2 separate regions of the Gossypium raimondii genome follow, and region 1 is linked to region 2. A link is a contact called in public Hi-C data. All regions are on one chromosome and are shown on one strand. The core of a region is the stretch at or near the end of the contact, and the rest is flanking DNA. Distances in the headings are between cores, read along the strand shown.

The links. Hi-C and Micro-C count contacts between places; a contact is called where the count stands out from the background.
Region 1: a contact with region 2 is called in a Hi-C map of leaf, with 3 times the contacts expected there. The contact joins the promoter of LOC105783333 here to the promoter of LOC105784317 in region 2. A contact is called at or near these places in 2 of 2 Hi-C or Micro-C datasets (both in leaf).

What each region holds. Positions count from the first base shown.
Region 1 is chr13:15,346,886-15,353,877 of ASM2569854v1, reverse strand. It overlaps LOC105783333 (LEAF RUST 10 DISEASE-RESISTANCE LOCUS RECEPTOR-LIKE PROTEIN KINASE-like 1.5), which reads left to right and starts at 2,244. Exons shown (of 3, transcript XM_012608726.2): 1 at 2,244-3,381; 2 at 3,502-3,558; 3 at 3,759-4,030. The coding sequence starts at 2,559. The coding sequence ends at 3,793. It overlaps LOC105783332 (pentatricopeptide repeat-containing protein At1g69290), which reads left to right. Exons shown (of 1, transcript XM_012608725.2): 1 at 1-2,094. The coding sequence ends at 1,476.
Region 2 is chr13:15,072,893-15,079,426 of ASM2569854v1, reverse strand. It overlaps LOC105784317, which reads left to right and starts at 1,608. Exons shown (of 5, transcript XM_012610165.2): 1 at 1,608-1,782; 2 at 1,886-1,958; 3 at 2,781-2,832; 4 at 2,945-3,014; 5 at 3,535-3,857. The coding sequence starts at 1,687. The coding sequence ends at 3,621.

The DNA of each region.
Region 1 (6,992 bases), core at 995-3,494, 270 kb before region 2:
AGGTACTTTGTCCCTTTTGGGTTGTGGGGTAATATGCTTGTTGATGTCAGTAGGAAAAGTGGTAGCCTTGTTGCATTTTTAAGAGTTTTTGAGGAATGTTGTAGGATTGCTATTGATGAAAAGTTGAATTATATGAAACCTGATTTGGCTGCTTGTAATGCTGCTCTAGAGTGTTGCTGTTGTGAGCTTGAATCAGTTTCGGATGCTGAAAAAGTAGTGGCAACTATGTCTGTCTTAGGTGTTCGGCCCGATGAATCAAGTTTTGGTTTCCTTTCTTATTTGTTTGCATTAAAAGGGCTTGAAAAGAAGATAGATGAGTTAGAAAAATTGATGGTTGAGTTTGGTTTTTCAAATAAACGGGTGTTTTTTAATAGCTTGATTGGTGGGTATGTCAAGTCGGGCAAAATAGACTCAGTTTCAACCACGGTTTTGCGTAGTTTGAGAGAAGGTAATGGGAAAGAGTGGATTTTCAGTGATGAAACTCACTGTGAAGTGGTTAAAGGGTATCTTCAAAATGGGGCTATGAAGAGTTTAGCTAGTTTGATCATTGAAGCTCAAAAGTTGGAGTCTCCCATGCTTGAGGTTGACAAGTCTTTTGGATATGGCATCATTAGCGCCTGTATTAATCTTGGTTTAGCAGATAAGGCACACAGCATTCTTGATGAAATGAATGCTCAGAGTGGTTCCGTGGGGCTTGGTGTTTATGTGCCTATCTTAAAGGCTTACAGCAAGGAGCATAGAACTGCCGAAGCTACTCAATTAGTTGTGGATATTGGTAATTCAGGGCTTCAGTTGGATGCAGGAATGTATGACATGCTAATTGAAGCGTCCATGACGAGTCAGGATTTTCAGTCTGCTTTTACATTGTTTAGGGATATGAGAGATGCAAGAATACTTGACTTGAAAGGGAGTTATCTTACTATAATGACAGGTCTGATGGAGAATCAAAGACCTGAGTTGATGGCTGCATTTCTAGATGAAGTTGTTGAAGACCCTCGCATAGAAGTTAAAACTCATGACTGGAACTCAATTATTCATGCTTTCTGTAAAGCTGGGCGGTTGGAAGATGCTAGGAGGACTTTCAGAAGGATGACTTTCCTGCAGTTTGAGCCAAATGATCAAACATATTTGTCCCTGATTAATGGTTATGTGACTGCGGAGAAATATTTCAGTGTTTTGATGCTATGGAATGAGATTAAACGGAAAATTTCAGGTGGCAAAGAGAAAGGCATCAATTTTGATCACAACTTAGTTGATGCATTCTTATATGCTCTTGTTAAAGGGGGTTTCTTTGATGCAGTGATGCAAGTCGTTGAGAAGTCGCAAGAGATGAAAATTTTTGTGGATAAATGGAGGTACAAACAAGCATTCATGGAGAAGCATAAGAAGCTTAAAGTGTCAAAGTTGAGGAGAAGGAGCTTCAGGAAAATGGAGGCACTTATCGCTTTCAAGAATTGGGCTGGTTTGAATGCATGATTATCCACAGTACTTCTGAAACACAAGGAGCTTCAAATCGACAGAATTCTACTTGCCACGAGGCATCAGTACCATGAACTTTATGCTATTGTATTCCCTTGAAATATGTAGATGTCCAGGAAACTTGAAGCTCACTTGAAATATGGGGATTTCTAGGAAACTGAAAGCTCTTAGTGTTATCGGTTGTGTGAATTCTTCATCCCACTGGTGATACCTAGTTGCCTTGGTATCTGCATGCGGTACCGACTCACTGTAAATCCAGTGGATGTGCTATGGTTGTTTTATCCGAGAAGAGTTTGAACCTGATGCAAGTTCAATATATGAGGTAGGGGGATTGGTTAGGTTTTCTTTGCTGCTTGGCACTGAAGTGAATTTGAGAGGAAAATTTTCCCCGTCTTTTATACATTTATTATTTACCATTAGCCATTATGTGAACCACATTTCCCTCTTTTAGGATGTGACAGACTGATATATTCTGACAGAGGATTTAGAAGCCCTGACTCAGTGTAATCACTTTGAAAGAGGAGTAAAACATTTTCTATTTACATATTGTAAAAAATGCGACAAAAAAATAAATTTACAAGACGTGCTGTGTCCATGAATGGGGTTGCAGTTTTCTCTTCCCGTTTCACATGAATGAATACTACTGAAATGTCTTCTTTTCACACAAATGACATTCTTCTTCTTTTTAATCTCTAGTCTCACTTTCACAGGTCGCATGGTCCATAAGAGGTGGAAAATTTTACATTTTGCTGTGGCATCATCTTTTTAACCTTTCTTTTCATTCTGAGGAATTGGGGATCCATATATGTCACAGTAACTTGGACAGACAAAGTGCTGTGACTAAATGGACTTTTAGGTGCTTATTTAACCCCCTTCTTTTTATTCAAAATAGTAATGAAAATCCATGGTGCTTTATAGCTAGAATGCACAAAATGACAGGCTCTTCTTTTTAGGATGGAAAAGGGGAAGAATGTTGAAATTTGATTAGTTCCACCGAAAAGAATACCATTTCTCCTCCTCATATCTTTTTAACTATTAGCTGCACTTGTAATTTGTTCTTCATCCAAAACCCTTTATCCATGTCACCTCTACCAGCTGCTATCTTCATCAGCATTCTGTTCTTGCTTCCTCAACTCCATAAAGTTTGTGCTGCCAGCCCTGCTGCTGGCCGCACCATACCGACCCGCGGTACATGTAACAGCACTTGTGGTGCAATCCCGGTTATGTTTCCCTTTGGCACTGGATTTGGGTGTGGCCACCCTTACTTTGCTAGATATGTAAAATGCAATGCTGGTACTCTACAGTTCTCAACTGGCACTGGCATTTACCCTGTTTCTTCCATCGACTACCCAACCAGCACTATTGTTGTTGCAGATCCTTTCATGTCAACTTGCTCTTCAATGCAGAATTCTGGAAGTTTTAGCTTGGACCGAACGAGCCCGTTCACACTAACAGGTTCCAATATCTTTGTCCTGCTTGGTTGCTCAACTACATCTCCAGTGTTTGATCCAAGTGAGGATTTGTGTGATACCGGATCAGGTTCTCGTGTTTGCAGCGGTTTGTATTCTTGCAAAGGGGTAACTGGAATTGGGTTGCCACAAAATGCACCTACATCTACCTGTTGTGTTTATGACTCCTTGATGGGAATAGGATCAGGCTATTCTTTGGATCTCCCAAAACTTCAGTGCTCATCGTACACGTCGATATACGAGTTTGGAGATGAAGGGGATCCCATGAAATGGAAATTTGGGATTTCTTTGCAGTATAATGATTCATACTACACTCCTGCATGCAAGGACTGTGAAACCAGTGGAGGCTTGTGTGGCTTTTCTGGTCTGGATGAGTCATTCTCTTGCATTTGCCGAGATGGTGTGAACACTACCACAAATTGCTTTGGCCATGGTTAGTTCAATACAAACAACAAATGCACTGTTGCACATACGTTCAGTTCAATGATCTTTCCTTTCCCTTCTTTATTTATTTACTGAATTTATCTGTATTGTGTGTTTTTTATATGATTAGGGTACACCTGGAGTGGGGCATGGGAACCCAAAATTCAAACCAAGACTAGTATTGGAGGTATTAAATGACACTACCATATCTTATCACTTTATTTTCATTTAACTTTTTTTACACCAAAAGTCTTCCTTTTGCAGGACTTTTTACAGTCGCATAGTGTTTTCCGTTACTTTTTTTCTCTTTCTCCAAAAATCCCGTTACTTGCTTTCAAACATGCATGTTGGCCAATTTTTGCTTTATTTTCATCTTTTGGTCTGCAGTGTTTTTGCTGTGGTGGATTTATCTTCTAGTTTGATGACGAAATGACTTCAAAATGAAAGTGTGTGGTGGTCGAAGAAGATCATGTGATGTTACATGCAAATTTTACCTCAAATATCTCATGTAATTTAAGGGGGTCCAAAATTCATGAATATTCTTGCCATAAATGTAAGATCCGGTTTGGTTATTCGGATCATATGTATGCAGTGATGCACATTTCACTTGTTGTTTTGCTGACAATGGAATTTGCTGAAAAAAAGGGTGATTTGAAATAGCCATAAATACTGATGGTTAAATGAAAGCGAAAATTGTCAAAACTGCAAAATAAATATTTGTGCTATATCGAAATTTGAAATTTGTGCTATATTTAATACAATATTGATACAATATTTAATACAATATGAAGTCGTCTTATTTTGCCTCACTTCATTTTATATTTATTAACTGTTTTTAATAATTTCAGCATAATCTATAAATGCTTCAGGGTTTATTGTACAATGTATTATTATATTTTTCTTTATAAAAGTTAATATATATATATATATATATATATAAGGGTAAAATTGTAGTTTCAAAACATTGAAGTTAGCTAGGGTAGGGCAAGTACTTCCCTTTCAAAAGAAAAAAAAGAACGCCCCATCTCGTTGCCATTGTCTAAGATACAGATTTATCCAAAATCTATCAAATTTATTAGTTTGAATTTCTTTTGAATGAACTAATATAGCTTTTCTTATTCATTGTATTACAGAATTTTTCATTTAAATATTTTTATTATTTAAAAGTTTTATCACTTTTATAAATAAAAATTTTAATTTTACTGAAATAATTTGTTTAAATAAATTTACTTCATAAAAAATTAATCATACTTATGAACAAAATTATGGTTCAATTAAAAGAATTTTATTAAATAAATTTATATAATAATAAATAATTTAAATTTTATATTAAATTCATTTATAGTTAAATTATTATGTTTCCATTAAAAAAGGAAAATTATTTTACTTTAGTTTAAATAATAATATAGAATTATTTATATAATAAGTAAGTTTATATTTCATTTATAATTTTTTAACTAATATATATAATATATTTTAATCATATTAATCATATATTATCTACAAACTATTGCAGTCAATTTATTAACTATTGAATAGTTAAAAGAGTAATGATTTTAGTTATTAATATACCATTTTTATAGTTTATACAAATGCTTAATAATAATTAGAAATTTTTTTATTACACAAAATAATTTATATATGTTATTTATAATTACTATTTATTATTTTCAATAATACTAATTTGCATTAATTATATGAACTAAAAATTATATTATAAATTTTTTGAAAATAGCTTCCATAGAGTATTAGAGAAAAACAGATCCGCATGAGCGAGGTCCAAGTCCAAAGACAAAAGCAACAAACTGCATTATGTCCTAATACAATTAGAAAAATACCAAAGAAAAATAGAAGATAAAAGAAAAATAAACCTAAAAGGCTACCCCATAAGCAGCTGATGGAAGCTGAAAATCTCAAAGCCAAATTTGATAAGCTTGCAAGCATGGCAATGGAGAGAAAAGAAGACACAACAAGGACAACTAGACATATGTGACAATTCAAGCCCAATGCATGCGGCGAAATTAAGGCAGATGAGCGTTTGACCCCTTGTCCGTAGCCACCGCGCTTTCCACCTTAAATGGAACCTCATCAACCAAAAAACGGTCCGATGTCCAGCGCAATCCCAACGCTGCGAGTTGGTAAGCAACCCAATTCTACTCTCAAAAGCAATGGTAGACTGTAGCTGCTACAAAAAAGGTAATTAATCGCAACCTCCCCTTTATAACCAGTGCCCGGATCTCTGACCGGTCAGCCTGTGTGCTATTGAGTTTGTGAATCACATGCAGAGAGTCCCCTTCAAACACGACCTGAGATAGACCAAGGTCCTGGGCGAATTCCAACGCTGACAAGAGAACCAACGCTTCTGCAACAAAAGCCGACAAGACCTAACCATGGATCCTAGTACAAGCACCAAGCACCTGGCTCTGGGCATCCTGCATCACCACCCCTGAGCAAGAAGAGTGTGACCCCCCTCTGTATGCAACATCGAAGTTGGCCTTAACCAGAGGCGCGATTGGAGGGTGCCATTGTGCAATATGCAAAACCCCCAGAATTGCTCCTGGCACGGCCAGCACCGATAGGCCACCCATGTAGGATCGAATAAAGGAGACCAACTCAAGAGACGTCCAACCAAGGCCCTCGTGATAATACCTATTGCGTGACCACCATAGTTCCCAAATCGTGATAAGGATAAGTGCTAACTTGTCCTAAGTATGTGCTTGACAAATAAAACCCAACCAACTCACAAGATCCAAATCTTTGTAGGTACTAGCCCAGGATACGAGAAGCCAATTCCAAACTGAAATGGCAAAAGGGCAGTCTCGAAGCACGTGAATAGGCGTCTCAAGTATATTTAGGCATCTAGGGCAAAATTGTGTGGTAGAGCTGTATCGATTGTAAAGGTTGTGTAATATGGGTACATAATTGCAAAGGAATCTCCAAATTGTTATGTGAACTTTAGAAGGGGCCCGAACCTTCCAAAGTGTTGTAAACAAATCACATGAACTCAATGGGTTAAAAGGACTATAGGGAATCAGGATTTGTTGCATAGGCCAATGAAGCAACCTATAACCATTACGGATGGAGTAACAACCTATTAGGTCGCCTTTCCAAACCACTAAATTATCACCAGCCAAACAAGAGAGGGGAATGTTTAAAATGTGATTAGCCTCAACGATCGAAGACAACTCAGGGACCAAGGTATGATTCCACTGAGCCAAATCCTGTAACATCAAATCACTCACCCAAGTAACATTAGTAGTAACAGATAAGTGTACGATATGGCTAAGAACAATGCCTGGGAGCCAATTGTAGTTCCAGATAGAGATAGAGTGACCATTACCCACCCGTCAACCGAGGCCCTTTTCTAACAAACCCCGAAAGCACTAGATACTGTGCTAGATATAAGAAGGGTGAGACCCTAAGCTCGCTATCAAAAAATCAACAGTAGGAAAGTAACACGCTTTTAAAACTCGACTCATAAGACAATCCAGATTTGTTAATAAGCGCCAACCCTGCTTAACCAAGAATGCAATATTAAACTGAGCCAAATCACGAAAGCCCATACCCCCATCCCTCTTAAATGCGCTCAATGCAGACCAAGAACACCAATGACTTCTCCAT
Region 2 (6,534 bases), core at 359-2,858:
GTATACCCACGGTTTTGCAGTTTAGAATCATATTCCACAAAATTTCCAATGAAATTTCTTAACTATCTAGCAACATTTTCAAAAAAATAAACCAGAGGGTAAATCATGTATTTGGACCCAAAAATACGAGAAAACCAAAGGAACTTGCATCGGATCTTCATCCTCCTTTAAACGGTAAAACACCAAAAGGTGGTTATTGAACGTCAACAGGGCGCCATTGATCATTCTATCAATATCAAGTGCATGAAAGAGTTTGAATAAAAAACGTTTCTCACCCAAATCTGAAATTTGAACTTACCCGAATGAATGCAAGAGATTTGTCGAAGTGTTTCTCATTGTAGGAAAATGTATCACACTTGCCGTAATAAAACATCCAACAAGACTGAATTCATAAGCCTTTTTTCTGCAACTCAAATCCATGAGAAAATTGCCAAACCTCTTCTTTACTCAACTTAGCAAGGTTTTTTTTTTTCCATTTTCGAAAGCAAAAATAGCAAAAGGCAAAGGTGGCATAAAAAATAAAGAAATCAAAAGGAACAAAAGACTTGCTACTGTGAACAAACAAAGAGAGACGAAAAACGTGCTACTGTGAGCCAACTTTTGTTCATGCGCATTAAGTTTTAAAAACAATTAAACTTCATAAATTTATAATAAAATTTAGATGTTGCAATATATGAAAATCAGCTGTAAGTGTGAAGAGACAATGAAACCATGTGGTCCCAACTTTTCCTTATTATAGTGACCTTTTCTTCTTTCACTCTTTCTCTTCTTCAGCCATTGGTTATAAACATCATATTTCCACCATTATAATTATGCTAAACTCACACAATCATATGATGTTTCTCCTTGTGAGGTTTTTAGGGTTCCTATTTTTGATTAATTTTGAGAGTCTTATCAATAATTCCAAAAGGGGAAATCTCATACCTTTAGATGCATAAAAAAATCGATAAAATATAAAGAATTAACTCCTCCAATATACTTAAAAAAAACTAGATTATTGGATTAGTATGTAATTTTATTTTTATTGATATTTATGAATTAAATTTACTACCATGCTTTAATTGTGCATCGAATGTTGCCATTTTACTTGATTAAATTTTACCACTAAATTTTGGTTTTATTAAACTTTACTGTTCAATTTTAATTTAGAATAATTTGAACACAAAATTCAATGAAAATATTTTTATATCTTATTTTAATATTTAACAATAATATAATATTAAAACTTATTTTATATATTTCTATTCTTCAAGTATTTATTTAATTAAATACAAAATTTTCAGTTAATTTATTAAATTTTTAATATTTTTAAATAAAAAAATAAAATATTTCAAATAATCAAAATTAGAATTCAGCAGTAAAATTTAAGGTAAAGAAATTCTAGTGGAACCATTGATATAGCTGTAATTGGGATGAAATTTTGACGAATTACTAAGGTATTCCAAATTTAGAGGTAAGGAAGCCCAAGGTCTCTTATTTCCCCATGAAATCTACCAAAATAATGGGCCGTACCAATCGTGGCACAAACAAAACAAAACTTGGAATGGGAAGTATATTTCGGATCCAGCCCAAGAAAGGGGAAAAAATATTAATAGTTCAAATTTTGAAGTTTAATCTGAGATAGTATAACTAATTTCACCTACTGGTGTTTGTTTTTACGACTGCAGAAAAGTAATTAAAGAGGGGATGGAGGGTGGAAGAGAAAAAGAAGAGGAACAAGATGGCGTTTCCGTACATTCTCCTTGCAAAGCTCCGCCGTCCTCCGCCTCTTCTCTTCCTAAGGTTTCTCTCGCCGTTTCGTTTTTTCTCCGTTTTATGCAATTAGTTATCACTTTTTTTTTGTTGATTTTTATTTAAATTTTATATTTATCTGTTGATTTATTAGGAGCAACAGGAGGTGGAATTGGAGCTCAGGCTATTGGAAGCACTTGAAATTTATCCTCCCGTCAAATTACGAGGCACGTTCATCGCTTCTTCTTCTTCTTCTTTTTTTTTAAAATTTGTTAATTGTTTTTTTATAGGGAGAAGTTCTTTTGTATTTCAGTTTAAATATTGATTCTTAGGAGTTATCTGGAAAAAAAATGAATTGAATTTTCTTTTTCTGGATTCTAATTGTGAAGTTTTATTGGAAATTTGTATTTATGATTCAGTTTGTGAATTACTTTTTAACATGCTAGTGATGTGATCAATTCAAATGTTGATTCCTTTAATTTTCTTATTGCTGTGGTGAAAAATGGTTAAGCAATATTTTCAGCAAAAACCTTTAATGAATATGTATTTAGCTGGTAATTGCAGTAAAAAGGTCAGCTTTTTATTTCTGTAGTTGACTTGATTCTGTATTTGATCTGGTAGTTTTAGAACCTAATGGTGTTTTTCATGTCAATGAGACATTGGCCAAATGGCAAGGTTGAGGCATTAGGAACTTCTAGGTTCCAAGTTCAAGTCCCTCATGTGTAAATCATGTATGCGCAAGTTAGTTTGATTGTTGACTTAATTGTTCAGTTCAGTGCTTGTAATGATTGATTTCGATGGAAACTGTTGATATACTTGTAAATTGTAACTTCAAAAACAAATGGTGCTTCATGTATATTGTTTATAGGCCAATGTTAAGCTTTCAAACCTTAGAGCTACTTCAGTTGTTCAAATAACTTATATGTGGTTAATTATTTGGTGCATTTAGCAGTTAATGCACATTTTTATGGTAAAATAACTAGGATTCATTTTGGTCTTTAACAATCTACATTAATGCATAACTTTGAATCTAATTTGCTTCTCCGCAGGCGTGCATCGCCACTTTGTCCTCTATGGTCTGATGGAATTCCTGAGGAAAAGGTTTGTTCTGCCTCTTGTTCTTGCTGCTCCGAACTGATCCCCTCTTTCGATCCTGTTCTTTCATTTTTGTTTCTTTCATTTTTACTTATCGTTTTGCTAAATTTTGTCACAGCCTGGACCGGCATTTTTCTCCAGACGAGGTTCTGCAGTTGCTAGATCGTTTCTACAACTTGGAAGTGCTGGTAACTTGCCTGTTCTATAATTAATTTTCATGTCCATCAGTTAATATGGTATTCCTTTGAAGATGAGTTTTATGCATTGATTACTGTCTTGGTCTCAACATAAGAATTGGTAGCTGTCTTGTATCTTAGATGAGGAAGTCATTGTTACTTATACTCTTCATTTTCTTCTAAGTACCCCTGTTTGACATCTATTTCTGATGTATATTGAAATATTGATATGCACATATATGATCCTCCAAAAATATAGAAAACTTAGAAAAAAAAAATCGAGTTTACTTATGTTAGCACATACCCAAGTCCGATGCTCACCATCAAGTCCAAGTAAATTATAGGAGGAAAGTGCCTCCTGAAAAACTGGGTTGCTAGTTAATGTTTGTTGATGGTACAAAGTCTTTTTGATAAAAAATAAAAAAAAAAGAAGGAAAATTAGCCCTAAAACCCTTAATAAAAAGTGCTATTGCTTTTGGGGATGTCAAAAGATAGTTTTGTTAAGCTAATTTCTCTCTTTTGTAAATATCAGAAACCAGATGATGAAGAGATTGATATCCTAAACCATGAGGAAGATTTTTGCTTGCCACAAAGCTATTTTGTCAAGGAAGAACCCTAAATCAATTTTGGGGGAATTTGGGGGGGCATCCTGATATTTGCACTAGACTTGGTTTTTTTTACTTGAGATCTGATGATTTCTAACTGTGATAATGTTCCTTTATCAATTTGCACAATATTATTGTAAAAATTAGGTTGCAATTTTGATGGGATGTAATTAGTTTGGCTCTACCATCTTTTGACACCTTATTATTACTTTATTATTATTATTATTTATCTCAGCTTATTATTACTTTATGATTTCTCTTTTTGGGTAAAATATTTTTCTAAAATCTAGACTTATACTAATATTCTTAATTGAATGTATCACCAGTCAAAGTGATAAAAGAATAAATAGATAATTGATGGAAAACCTAATTTGTAATTAAAAGTTATATATCTTTATTTATAAAAGATATGCCCTCTTTATGAAAAAAAAGTGTTTAAAATTTTACATTTGTTTCTTCTCACTATTTTCTTTTATACTCTACATAAAAATATGATTTATTTTCATATATTTTTATTGTACTAAAAAATAGTTAATTGAATTTTGTTCAGTTGATAGCATTAGGAAAATAGTGATTAGAGCACTGAAGCACGTATAATATTCTAACCTAATTAGTTTAGATTTAGGGTTTATAAGTAATGTAGAAAATTGTTTTTAAACAATTTTCTATTTTTAAATCCAATTCATGAAGTCCTGAGTCTAATCCAATTACTATTTATATATTTCATATCAATTTAATTGGATTTTTTAAAAATAATAAATTTTAAAAACAACAGATTTTGTTATTAGGGTGTCTTTGGTTGAAGTAAAGTAACATTTTGGGGCAATGTTAAATTTTAGCTTAAGATTTCAAATATCATTTTGAGCCAGTAATTTATTATTTCCAATAGTATCAAAATTCTGAAATATAAGAGGATTCTCAATACTACATTTTCTTTATGTACTCTTATATTTCCTTGCTAATGTGACATTTTAGACATATTTATCTTATTTTATGACTTCAATTTATTTTTCTTCAACTAAAACGTAATAATAATAATAATAATAATAATAATAATAATAATAATAATAATAATAATAATAATAATAATAATAATAATAATAATAATAACTGATGAAACAAGTTATTCTTCAAATAACATTCCAACTATATATACATTTGAATTAAGAATATATATACTTATCATATATATTAATTTTTTTCCAAAATATATGATATTTTGCTAATTTTATTGTAAGTTTTAAAATTCATCTATGAGATAGAAATAATTTGCATGCTAATGGTCTAAAATTGTTGCAAATTTTTATTTAGGATTAATATTTGATGCACCGTGGGTAGATTTGTTCATGGGCCGGACCAGGCCCAAGCGAAAATTAAGGCCTGTTTGCTAGGGTCCGACCTGAAAAATAGGCCTAAAATTTTATCCAAACCCAGTCCAGATAAAAATGCTAAAACACGGGCCCGACTCGGCCCACTCATATTAATTTTTTTATATTATACTATTTGTTTACATAACTCTTAAATATATATAATACATCAAAAATACTAAAAACATTAAAACAACTATTTCCAAACAAATTGAAAATAACTTTTAAAAAATATGTATACTTAAATAATACTAAGATAGATGCAACTTAACAAGAAAATGTCTCTAAAATAATAACAAAAGTAATAATAAAACAAGTGTTATACAATATCCAAACAATAACAACAAAATAGTAGCAATATAATAATGAAATTATAACAAAATAGGGAGAAAACAACAAGAAAATATCATAAAAATAACAAAAAAAAACATATTTTTCTTGGCATTTAGTGAATTCGAGCCGGGCTCGGGCCAAAATGTCTTACCCGAAACCTGGCCTTTTTTTAAAACGGGCCTTAATTTTTTGCCCAAGCCCATTTTTCGAGCCTATATTTTTGCCCAAACCCTTCCACTTTTCGGGCGAGCCTTTGGGTCGAGCTAGGTGACTCGGCCCATGAGCAAGTCTAACCGTGGGTGTATAGATTTCATGCACCATTAGTTAATAATAAGATGACAAATCATCACTAGTGTAAAATAAAAAATATTGAAGGACTTGAAAATAAATACTACTAACTTTATTTAAACATAATTAAATATTAATTATGATTATTTTATTTCTCTCTCGAGTTTCATGAACCAATTTTTCAAGTTTAGATTTCAGGCTTAGGGTTTTGAGTTTCAAATTTGATATTTTTATATTTATTTATGTTTAATAATTATAAATTAATATTTATTTTAAAAAATAAAGTTATTTATATTTATTTTTAAATCTTTCAATATTTATTTTTGTTTTATACCAATGACAATGGTTATCTTATTATGTGAATGAGACTTATGCACCAACAGTGCAACTAGGAGTCTTAACGTTGATATTTGGTGTGGTTGGTGTGGGGAACCCGAAACCATTGATCATGTACTGCTCCATTGTTTTAAGGATAAATTACACCAATAGTCACTCAACTTTGACCTCAATGACAAAACAACTACTTAACTTTCAATTTAGTCACTCAACTTTCAAAGAATAACAAATCGGTCATTAACATTACCAAAAAGTGACAAATCAGTCACTCATTAACATTTTCCATTACAGGCTTAACGGGACGGGTGACTGGCCATGTTGGGCATTTTCCCATCATCCCTCTCACACGCCACCATTAAATAGCAAAAACAAAAAGAGAAAAATGGGGATTTTCACCATTTTTCTTCATCCCTCTCAACTCCCTCACCACAACCCTCAACAGTAGCAACCTTCACAAGCCCACTATCATTTAATCACCATACCATCATCACTCACTGTCACTCCTTTGCCAAGACACCACCACCATAACCATCAAATCTCAACCCCTAAACATTCTAGACCCGTGAAATCCCAACCAAAAACAAAAATACTAAATAGCAAGCA